Regions from separate parts of the Zea mays genome. Here regions 1 and 2 are each linked to region 3. A link is a contact called in public Hi-C data. All regions are on one chromosome and are shown on one strand. The core of a region is the stretch at or near the end of the contact, and the rest is flanking DNA. Distances in the headings are between cores, read along the strand shown.

The links. Hi-C and Micro-C count contacts between places; a contact is called where the count stands out from the background.
Region 1: a contact with region 3 is called in a Hi-C map of leaf, with 5 times the contacts expected there. The contact joins the promoter of LOC100216858 here to the promoter of LOC100191509 in region 3. A contact is called at or near these places in 2 of 25 Hi-C or Micro-C datasets (ear and leaf).
Region 2: a Hi-C map of ear shows a contact between it and region 3, with 2.1 times the contacts expected there. The contact joins the promoter of LOC100284858 here to the promoter of LOC100191509 in region 3. A contact is called at or near these places in 4 of 25 Hi-C or Micro-C datasets (ear, endosperm, leaf and 1 more).

What each region holds. Positions count from the first base shown.
Region 1 is chr1:209,452,789-209,457,119 of Zm-B73-REFERENCE-NAM-5.0, forward strand. LOC100216858 (putative vesicle-associated membrane protein family protein) reads left to right here and starts at 1,660. Exons shown (of 5, transcript NM_001143249.1): 1 at 1,660-2,178; 2 at 2,293-2,494; 3 at 2,587-2,707; 4 at 4,033-4,095; 5 at 4,203-4,331. The coding sequence starts at 1,983.
Region 2 is chr1:209,092,164-209,095,955 of Zm-B73-REFERENCE-NAM-5.0, forward strand. LOC100284858 (signal peptide peptidase-like 3) reads left to right here and starts at 2,182. Exons shown (of 5, transcript NM_001413147.1): 1 at 2,182-2,701; 2 at 2,866-2,950; 3 at 3,268-3,792. The coding sequence starts at 3,332.
Region 3 is chr1:209,296,178-209,300,136 of Zm-B73-REFERENCE-NAM-5.0, forward strand. LOC100191509 reads right to left here and starts at 2,227. Exons shown (of 18, transcript NM_001365493.1): 1 at 1,918-2,227; 2 at 1,251-1,640; 3 at 694-855; 4 at 423-598; 5 at 245-320. The coding sequence starts at 1,619.

The DNA.
Region 1 (4,331 bases), core at 410-2,909, 160 kb after region 3:
CAACGTCATATTTTTACAAATACCCCCTCACATCTATCTCAAATTAACTCTGCATCCCTCCATGCACACAACCTCCACATCCGGCCAGTGAAGTCGTCTAACCAGTAGAACATCATGGTCAATTGTTTTAAATATTGAATATAAATTATACATATGTATATACGAGTTTTGTAAAATAAAAAAAATATGTAATCGTGTTGGGCCGGATCAGCACTACGGGCCGAGGATACGGCCCAAACACGACATGACGATCGTGTCAGGCTGGCCCAGGCACTATTAAATGGGTTGTGCCCCGGACCAGCCCGCCAGACACGATCCATTTGGCCATCTATATATCCGCACGATAATGATGGTCCTCGCCTTAGTTGCCGCCACCTCGTTCGTCATCCTGTTTCTTTTTCTCTCTCCACTCATGCCTCTGCCTCCGCGCCACGCTTTCTCGGCAGAGGGCATGGGAGCAGGCGCCTCCTCCCCGTATTCGTCCGACACCAACCCTGACACCGACCTGCGCAATGGCTATTGCACGTCCACGAGGGTGTTTCACAGCATGCACGCACCATCGTATTCGCTGTCGTCGGATGTCTCGTTCGTCTTCTGGCTTTCACCCTGTTCTTCGTCCCCAACCTGCTGCCCCCGCCCACGGTCGCAGTCGCGAGCCGACCGATGCTCGTCGACGCGGGTACGGACGAGTCGGTCTTGCTCCTGGCTTTTCTTCGTGCGTGTCACCGAAGACACGATGGTGCATGCCACACTTAGGTTATCTTGGCGATGACGAGTCCAGATCTGAGATATTGGACAACCAAAGCCTACAACAGTCGACATATGCTACAGAAGGCACTCGCATTCTCTCGCCCTTTTCGGACTGACACCTGGCGCGGGTGTCTCTCGGTTTGGAGCTGCTCTGGCTGGGCTTCTTTCTCCGCTTGCGTACTCTCTCCCTATATGTATCTAGCGGTATACTACCTATGTCGCCTCTAGATATCCATGTTTTCGTCGTGTCCTTCTCCGGCAACGAACATGTATGACTGCATCTTCCCTTCCCTTCCTGGTCTACAAAACCTTGAAAGTGGGGGAGGCGAGGGATGGACCCCTGATTTGCTGCCTATGGTACCCATTCGATGGCTCGACATCGGCTGTCTACATAGTCTTTCCTTTAACACGATGTCGACTCGCTTAGTCAAATAAAAAAATTATGTGGAGAGTAGAAACAATCAATAAAAAATCTTGAGATCTTTTTAGTGGATAGTTTATGTGAGTATTGTTGTAAGCCGTCGCAACGCACGGGCAACCGACTAGTGATTACATAACTTTATAGTTAAATAAATAATAGCTGAAGCTAAGATAAATTCTATTAGATAATAATAGTGGTATAATACGAGTATATTTTACCCACAAATATGTGGGTATGGATAGTACCCACTGGTACTCATACATGTTTATCCAACGGGAAGGTTATTATCTATTAACATCCCGGGGCACGCGAGTATATAAATTATATCATACCCGCCTATATACGTAAAACACGTTAGTTACTTGGGTTTAAAATACCCATGCTCCACTTCTAACGGGGTAAGGGTAAACATGTAACTTCACGATTAACTCACAACGAAGGCAACGACTAGGCTCGGAATTAATCCCCACCCGTTTTCCCTTCCAAACTCCAAAGACACGATTGTAGTTGGATTAATTCCCACCCCACAACCCCCCACCACAAGAACTTGTTCGATCGAATTCTTCTTCAACTACCCGCCGCGGGAACCCAAGGAAGGAGGCAAAGCAAAGGCTTCTCGCAGGTTCGCATCCTCCGGAACCATCCACTCCTCTCATCCCGCTCGGAGTTTGACCTCTCCCGACCTGAGATCCGATTGAATCGGTACTCTGCTCTTGGTTTATTTCCTCTCCTTGGTGAATTCGCGCGCTGATTCCTGCTGCGGTGGATTACGTCCTAGGGTTTCCCGTCAGCGGCTTCTGCGGCGGGCGCCATGAACAGCAGCAAGCAGGCGCTGATTTACAGCTTCGTGGCCAAGGGCTCCGTCGTGCTGGCGGAGCACACGGCCTTCTCCGGCAACTTCAGCACCGTTGCCGTCCAGTGCCTCCAGAAGCTTCCCCCCAACAGCACCAGATCCACCTACTCCTGTGACGGCCACACCTTCAACTTCCTCGTCAACCGCGGCTTCGGTACCGTGTTTTTTTTTTACCCCCCTTCAGTCCCTCCTTCGCTTGCGCCCTCCGCTGTGCGGCGTTGAACCGTGAGTTGACTTGGCACCATTGTACACATGCTGTTTGATGTAGTGTTCCTAGTGGTCGCCGATGAGGCGGCCGGGAGGAGCGTCCCCTTCGTCTTCCTAGAGAGGGTTAGGGAAGACTTCATGCAGCGGTATGGGTCCAGTATCGATGAGGAGGGGCAGCACCCGCTCGCTGATGATGCTGATGAGGATGACTTTCTGTTCGAAGACCGGTTCAGCATTGCCTACAACCTTGACCGTGAATTCGGGTACGAAATTGTTGTTCGATTTAGATCATATATACTTGTATTATCTGCAATGAAAGAGGTATGTCATCGGTGCTTGTGTTTTGTTGGTGTAGCCCGAGGTTGAAGGACCATATGCAGTATTGTGTTAATCATCCAGAGGAAATTAACAAGCTCTCCAAGGTGAAAGCCCACCTATCGGATGTCAAAGGGATCATGATGGACAACATTGAGAAGGTATGCCCTCAGTTTAATGTTTGCCACCAATAGAGGTATCATGTTGCATGCATTTCAATTTTACAAGCAAACGTCAACTAGGAGTATTGCACAAACAAGGCTCATAACTCTGCTGTTCTGTATGTTCAATTGCTCATTATCTCATTGTTCTATTTGAATGACATATTTAGCGATGACATTTATTAGATGGTGTATTTGCTTTGTCCTAAGTCAAGTACTTGTATGTTTGACCATTGGTTTTGAAAAAATAATGTAGATTCATATTATAAGATTTATGTTTTACGTTTACTATTATAAATACTTTCATAATATATAATTCATACATTGTGAAACTAAGAATTTTTTAAATGATGGGTCAAAGATAGTAATGTTTGACTTATGACAAAGCTCATATGGCATATAAAAAAGAACGGAGGCAGTACTATTTTGAGCATAATTTATTCCTGTTGTATTTGAGCAACCAGTTGGTAGAGACAATATGTTCTTGAAGTTCTTTAGTAGGATGGCCATTGCATATGCCTACAGTTTGCTAGAGTAGAGACTGATGTTTTTTAAAAGTTTATGTGGAATAGATTATTTCTTTGTTGAACACGCAAGAGAGCTGTGTATCATTGAATTAAGAAGGGGTAAGAGCTCTTACAATCGCACATCGCACACCACACACCCAGGTTTCTAAATATCCGCAGACGCCTTTTGCATTGAAAACACACACGACCACGATCGAAGCTCCACTGTTGTTTGACTGAAGCGTAAAGAGATAAGAAATGCTCCGTCCAAATCCCGCAAATGCAGGTGTAGCCAGGAATAAGAGAATAGACCCTTCTGAAATTGATTGTTAACACCGGAAGAGAGATTGTTAACACACACCTGTGGGATAGATTATTGTGTGCTAAATCTGACTATCCCTTACATGAAAGTACTTAGGAATTAAGGAGCAGTTCATGAACATTGGTGGTGTAACTAGGTACAGTTTGGATAACTAATGGAACATCTAGTGCTGTCTGTGCTCAGTAGGTTATAGGTATGGTTTGAACAAATAATAGTTTCCTCCTATTTTAAACCAAGACATACCATTGTTGTATCTCGAAATTATTTTTAAAGGTTATGTACTTATTATCCCAAGTCTTCCACCTGCCAGTATAGCTAGTAAATTAGACTGTCCTGGTTCAGCAATCTATCTTTAGGGCCCATCGTAATTGTCATTCAACAGGAGAAGCACTTAAATCGACAGTGATGGCTCCTTGTGTCTTTAAACTTAATCGAGAGTATTGCCTCATGCTTTTGCCATATAAATTAGTTTCTGACTATGCCTGTTTTTTTGTCAGATATTGGATCGCGGGGAGAAGATTGAGCTTTTGGTGGGTAAGACAGAGACCCTACAGTCACAGGTATCTATTCAGTGTTCTATGTCTGCACATGATGATGTATGTAAAATCCTGTTATAAGAATCAGCATTCAACTTTGACTGAGAATTATTATTTTTTAAATGTTTCAGGCGGACAGCTTCCACAGGCATGGCAGAGAGTTGAGGCGAAAGATGTGGCTTCAGAACCTGAGGTTTAAGCTGATGGTGGGTGGCGGCATTGCGGCTCTGATCCTTATCATTTGGCTGATGGTCTGCAGG
Region 2 (3,792 bases), core at 932-3,431, 200 kb before region 3:
GGCTCTGAGCATGAACTGCCTGTTATCAGGAGCACTAGCTTTGTAGCCGAAGCAGCTTCAACTTGCTTGTTGGACGAAGCTATCAGCTCAATCAGTGGAAGTGAGTTCACCGGAGGTGGGCGCCAATGTTAGGGACTTGTTCTCAAATGCTATGAATTAAGAACAAGGCAACATAAAAGGATTAATAGTTAGAACCCTTCGTTCTTCGAAGCATTATATCTCTTAGGATATAAAGATCTTCAGACGAAGGGCGTGAAGGACATACCTTCGACATTTCAACACATATTAATGAAGGAAGAAGCATATAAAACATGAGAAATAACATAAATAATCATATGGCATCATTAATATCCTCAAATTATATTATTATGAACAAACATGAACAATATCGAATTACATTTATACCTTCGGCTCGACAGAAAGCAAAGATCCAAGCGTGACGTGCGAGCAAATACAAATCAGCGTGAACAGTACGGGGGTACTGTTCATCTATTTATAGTCATATGGCGCAGCCTGTGAGATATTACATTCATGTCCTTTACAAAAGATTACAACTATGACACAGGCTCTCATGGACTGATCGGCTATTTTATCTTTAAGTCGGTGCGATCCTTCGTCTTGAGGCATGTTACTATGCCGAAGCTTCATGGATGGTGGCTTCGGCACTGCTTTTGAGAGGATCTGTTGAAGGTATCTCCTCTTTCAGGATCTTCGACGACGAAGCATACCCCCAACACATGACATTATGCATTTCAAATGTACTGCAAGCAGGAGACGCTTCTAGAACAGGAGGCTGAAGCTGTCTGTCATCAAGAACATGATTCTCATATGCTTTTGGTGGCTTTTCTTCTTCTATTATTTCAGCTTGAGCTCTAGTGCATTCCTAAGAAGAGTCATCAGATACAGCAAAACAATGTTGCTCACTGGCTGAGACATCAGTCCCATTTGATGCTAGCTGATCCAACAAATCATCATGTCCAGTTTCCTCATCCCGGATCTCATTGCCAGACCTTGCATGGAACACTTTATCATTAGCTAATTGTTGCCGCAAATCATTATGTGAATTGAAGTCATGTAGCATGTTCTCATTACAAATCACATCTTCAGACAATTCATCGAACACTTCATCTGCAGCTCCAATTGACCCCACTGGATTCACCCTCGACTGCTCATCTTGAAATGGCATCTCAACTAACTTCTCCAACGAAACACCTTGCAAGCCATGTCCATCCAGCGAGTCTCCACCCCAAATCACAGCAGCAGGAGGCACCTCGTCCAGGGTAGCAACCTTCGATGCCATAACATTGACGACATGACTCAAGCAATACAAAGAACAGTTGAAGGGCGCACAGCTCTCGAAGCCGCTCGACTCTAGATCGATGAGAGGCTCCTCAACGAACACAGGCCCCTCGTCAAAGACGGGCTGCTCATCGAAGATGTCGCCATTCCCGTCGTAGCGTGCCTCGCCGTGAGCCGATGTCGTGGCTCGCCCAAGGAACTGCGCCGCCAGCCCGGCACCAAATCGGACTCAAACAAATCCAACTGAGCCATCATACGCTTGCGAAACCAGAGCACCACAGTTTCGATCTGGAAGAAAATTCGGACACGCCTTTCGTCGAACAGGTGAAGGACCCGAAGTCTACCGCCACCCAAGCCGATCGACAGCCGTTCATCAGCGATCAACGAGCGCCGAGGAAGCGCCGAAGGACGCCGCAAGTCGTCGGAGAAGAACCCTTGCGCCACGAAATTCTGCTGCGCTTGTTGGCGGGCGTCGACGGCAGCGGAGGCGCACACATCGGCTTCCGCGGCGTTGGCGGGCACTCGACCAGCCGCTGCAGCTGGTTCCCCACGGACGTAGGCATCATGGGCTCCGCCTCCTGCGGGCCCTCCAATCCGGTCTCCCCCTGCTGCTCCTCCGTCGGCGGTGAGGTGTGGCGAGAGTGCGAGACGGGGCGTGGGGAGGGAGCACATGCGGGAGAGGCAGAAGGAAAGGCGGAGGAAATGGCGGGCGTTGCGGGTTGTGGGAGCGGATTCGCGGCGGATGGGCGAATTGCAGCGGCAGGAGGTTCGCGGCGGGCAGGTTTCGGCGGGTTCGCGGCGGGCGTATCACGGACGCGTGCGGGTTGTTGTTTGGCGGGGCCAGTCTACACTGAGGTGTTAATAGTTAGTACAGATTAGGATATGATACCCTGTATGCGTCCGATTTTCATCGGCCCCCATCCGGCCATCCGCCATCCCCCAACCCCGTTCTTCTCCCTCCGTCCGACCGTCCCTCGACAGTGCCGAGGCGCAACCTAGCAGCCGCCCACGCGGCGCGACATCCACTGGCGCAAGCGCAATCCGCAAGGGCCCCCCGGCGCGCCGCCAGCCTCCTGGCTCGGCCGCCCCCGCGGCTAACCCAGGGGCGGAAAGGCCGGCCAGCCGCCCACACCCCATCCGGCCAGCCAGGCGGAAACGACCGTAAGAGGGAAGCCGCAGCCGGCCGCTGACTCCGATCCCACCTCTAGTCAACCCCAGGCAGACCGATCCTCTTCGTCTGACCACGACGGCCATCTCGCACGCCTACTTCCACTCAACCACATAAGTCTTTTCTGCCAGGCCTAACCTTTCCCCTGCGCCGCCTCTACTGGTTTTGCACAGTGCCGTGACGTGGGAAGACGTGGAGATCCAACGAAAATTAGATTTATTTCTTCCTTCTTCGGTGAGGAACTCAAAACTTCCCTTCTAGGTAGGATAGGTTCCCTTCTTCCAGTAGTTTGTTTTGTTCTGGGGAAAATTCCTTTCTCTCTTCCCAAATTCTTTACCTTGCCGGTCATGTCTATTTCGTATCGTATTTGTTGTAGTATTATTCTAATCCATCCATAGGTCCAACAGGTTCCTCAGCTTGCGTAAGATCCGTCTGGGTTGTCCGCCCTCCATTGGACTACCCAAGGTGCGGCGCATCCACCAGGTTCGAACGCTTCTGTTGTATCATGCTGTATGATTACCATTAAAAAATTGCACCAGATGCTGTTTATTTTTTGCCAAATAAAAATACCGAACCCCTATGTCCCCACGCTGAATTTTATTACCAGAGAGTTAAATTTTCAGTAAATTTCTCATCCTTGCTGCAAAGCCAATCTTTCTCCTCATACTAGAGTGCTTTGTTTAGGTAGGTTTCACAATGATTAATAGGAAGGAAGCAATAAAGAAATCGGAAGGGTTAATTGTGCGTCATATGTATATTAGCTATCCTGATGCTTGTTGTTTGATGTTTTGGTATGGCAGGTGGAAGATATCTGCGTAAGTCAAAACATAGAATAAGAGTGGACTGCTATTAGTTTTCCATAGGATGGAATCCTTGTGGAAGCTGACCTACTTGCTCGACCCGGCATCAGTTGCCCTCATTGCCACAGCCATTTCTGTGGCCTATGCATCAGCATCACGAGCTCTGGACTATGGCAAGGAGATGGAGAGAAACTTGGATTTTTCAGAGGCTTCCATTACATTGGATCGTTCGCAGGCTCTAATGATTCCCCTTGCAAGCTCGTGCAGTCTGTTGCTGATGTTCTACTTGTTCTCGTCTGTTTCACATCTCGTGACAGCTTTTACTGCTGTGGCCTCAGCATTGGCACTGTTCTTTTGCCTGTCTCCACACATCACCTATCTTAAGGCACGATTCAATCTAATGGACCCATTCATGTCCAGATGTTGTTCGAAGTCATTTACACGGTTGCAAGGTTTGCTGATGCTCTTCTGCATAGCCACAGTCTTAGCTTGGTTGGTTTCAGGGCATTGGATGCTAAATAACCT
Region 3 (3,959 bases), core at 977-3,476:
AAATTAAATGAGTGGATAAGCACTTGTTAATAGTTATGTTTGCTTAAATAAGGTCAAGACATAAGAACAGAAAGACGTTTGTTAGTGGAGTTACAGTTCAAGCCTATCTGGTATGATCAGTACAAACTTGTGAATTGCACAAAACAAAGAAAATAAAATGACGACAACCACTAGGATGAACACAGCACACACAAGAAAAATAAATATTATGATGTAGTTGAAATAGCAAGGAAAAAGTCTGCACCTTTGTTCCCAAGTCAGTTAGTGCTATTGCCATATTATTCTTAGCAATCTCAAAGTTGGGAGAAATGGTCAAGCACCTGTAATACAGTAAGATCATGGCAGGAACATTACAAAATTTCAACATGTTATTGGTGCATATTACTCAGAAAACTAGAGTAGTTGGTGTGACAAAAGCATACCTCTCGTAGCAGATAATTGCTGCATCTAGATCTCCCCGATTCTTATAGATAACTCCCATGTTGCAATAGGCCTCAGCATACAATGGTCTCTCCAGTGCAGCTTTCTCGTAACAACTAAGAGCCATATCAAATTGCATCATCTCCGAATAAACAACTCCAAGGTTGTAGTAAGCCGGCTGCATGAATTCGATTAAGGCATCACAACAATATAGAGTTGTCCATAGAAAGATAGTATTAGCAAGACAGATACAAGCTGCTGTGATGATGGTACCGCATAGTGGTTGTCTACTTCCAGAGCTTCACAATATTTTTGAATCCCCTCCTCTGTATTACCCGCAAGCTTCAAGCTAGTTCCAAGATCAGTCAACACAATAGCAAGAAATTCCGAAGCAGGTTTGTAGGAAGGATCAGCCATCCTAGCTTTTTGATATGCCTGTCCCATTTTTTTTTATAAATTTTAATCAGACATTTAGGAAGCAAATATAAGAAACAAACATGAACTGTAAGAGCAGCAGGTTGATATTTTTTGTAATATGATAATGTTAATACATTTAATTAGGCCGACATGGAAGAAAAGAACAGAGTTAAGGTACAAACAAGATAATGGCATAAATTTAGAGGACTATAGTAATTAAGTCTAGAATTGGCACATTTGCCTTTAAAATCACATAAAGTGTATATAATGTTCCATCAAGTCTGCCATTCATAGCACTAACATGTTGCAGACAAGGTTTATACTTTTCTATCACTTGTTGCAATTCAAAAGAACAGTAACACAATAGATACTCAGATAGAATAGGAAATGCACATGATGAGACCCGCAAGTACCTCAGCTGCTTCAACCAAGTGACCCTCATCTTTGTAAATCATCCCACAATGTGTAAGAGCAGACGCATTTCCTGGCTCGATTTTGACAGCTTCTGTAAAGCACTCAATGGCCTGTCTTGGTAGGTTCTGCGCCTGGAGGCAAATCCCTTTCCCGATAAGGGCCTCCACATTGGTGCCATCCTTCTCGAGAACAATGGTGTACAGGTTGATCGCGTCAGCAAACTTATTGCGCGACCGGAGGATGTTTGCATACCGCATCGCTTCCTTCCCCTCCAGCTGCTGCTTCGCTGGAGACACGACCCCATTGAGGTTAGGGGCAATGCCGTTGTTCTCCTTCCCTGGAACAGAATCCATCCCTGGCTGCCCCATGAAAGAGAGACGCCTTATTTTCTGTGAAATTTTGCATTGACCGATCAGTTCCTAGGCTTGCCAAGAGAACAAACAGGAAGGCACTAGCGAGATAGAAAACAGAAAAGATTTGGAGCAGGGACTGGCCTGGCGTGGGACATGTGGGGGTTCACATGGAAACCAAACTGCACCCAGTCAGAAGCCTTATTGTGTGAAGCAATGTCGTTCTTGCGCGCCCAAGAAAGAAAGAATCGGTCTTGACCGAGAAAGCACAATCTTTGAATAAGGAAGTCCATCCAAGAAAGCTCGGATTACTTACCAGCGCCCCCGAATGTAGTAGGAACCGAAAAAATCCCAAACGCACTCCAGTAGACCCAGAGCAGAACAGCGCCCAGACTACGGCCTGAACTGCCACGCGGCGCCGGCGCGGTGCTCGGCTGCGCTTGGCAGGGAACCGAGACGAGCTCTGGGCTCTCAGAGCCGCCCCGGGCACGCGGACCGGGGAGCGACAGGCCGCGCTCCGCCGCCCTCACGCGCCGCTATCATAGAGGGGAGCAGTGATCGCCGCCGCGACGAGGATTTCGGCGTCGGCGGCGGCGGCGGCGGCGGCGAGGGTTTCGGGAGCGGAGGTGGGGGAGCGGGGGAGGAAGGGGTGCCGTAGTACAGTAGTGGTGATCTTTTTGTATATAGGCCCCTCCCTTTTGCGGGAAATTAACGGTGCTTTGCCTTTACGCTTTGGCTCGTGCGCCTGCTTTGATTGATTTGGGAGGGCTTTTTGTACTGCCCCGTCCGCTGCGCTGGGACTGCCCTGCCTGCATCCCTGCGTCGTGCAGCTTTCTTTTCCGGCCATCTTTTCACTGCCACCCCTTCAGTTATTGATGAATGTACGCGGTAATCCAAAGAAATTTATCCCCACTACAAAGAAATTTTCTTTTCTTTTATCTACAGTAGACCACGACACGTTATATGTCTATACTCCTCTGAAACATTAGCCTAGGGTAAATCTGTTTTTCTCTTCAACCAGCATAGCGTGCCACAAGTAAACACTCAAACCCAGTATAACACGAAACTACAGGTAGTGTGGCACACCCAGATAGTGAGCGAGCTATAAAAAAAGACATATCTCTTTTTTAACTCAGAACTGTTTTGGTCTTTTAGCTAAGCTAAAGTGCAGTATCTACATTGTTGAGCCGCAAAATAGGTGGTCGGACGGTCCAGTCCTGGGGCCGGACGGTCCGCCCGCGCAGAACATATTAGGGTTCCGAGTTTCTTACTGTGTTTGTTGACGAAATTCACAGAATTAGCTCGGGTGTTTGTTTGTAACGGGTCCAGCCCCCTCCTCTATAAAAGCAGAGGAATACGTCCGATTTGTAAGTATCAATCGAATCAATAACACTTTTATCTCGCATTTATTTCCTGTACAATTAGGAGTAGTTCTAGTTTAGCTTCTCAATCCCCAAATTCTTCGTTTCTCTTCGACTCTACGTCGATTAGAGGAGTCTAGGTCGGTCTGTCCGAGCCTAGACATCACCTAGGATCTCTCCTCCCCGACGGGGTCCCTCCCAGGAGCGAGATCCAGGTGTCACCGGCGACCTTCGCCGCTCCCTGCGCACGCGCGGACCGTCCGGGCGCCAGGCAGGAAACCCTAGCCCTGCGCCAGGTCGAGGATCGTCCGGCCCCTGGCCGCGAACCGTCCGCCCCTGTGCATAGAGCACTGTCGTGATTCTTGTGTAGTGATTGGCGCCCGAAAAAGGCACCAACACACTTTTTGGCGACTCCGCTGGGGATAACACATATAGACCTATCAAATCGACACTCAATGGCCGGTTCAAGAGATAGTTCTGAAGTCTCCCCCAGCAACATTATAGAGCCGACTTGGGAAACCTTGCCGGCTGACGAACAGCTCCAGTTCGAGGAGCACAAGGAGCAACTGATTCAAGAGGCAAAGGCAAAGTTCCTGGCCAACTTCAAGGTGGACAGGAACAATAAAGTCGTTCGACAACGGGCGACGGATCCGGCTTTGCTCCGACCCACACCAAACATCCCCAATGTAAGTAATACAAACGAGCTACAATCTCTTAAGAATTATGTAGATAAACTGCGAGAACAAATGCAAAATATCATAGGGGATATGCAAAATGATTATAGGAGGCTAGTACGTGCATTTGATAAATCTACTATTGCAAATTTTCCTCCGCACGAGGTTGAATTAGAGGGAAACACGTGTAATACATCGGCTATAAGTTGTCACGATCTGTCACAAGCCCTTTATGGGATGTCGATGGACACATACCCTGAGCAACCACAAATCGACAGTAAATCAGTCGATCTGCACATGGTCGGACCGTCCGCACGTGAGCG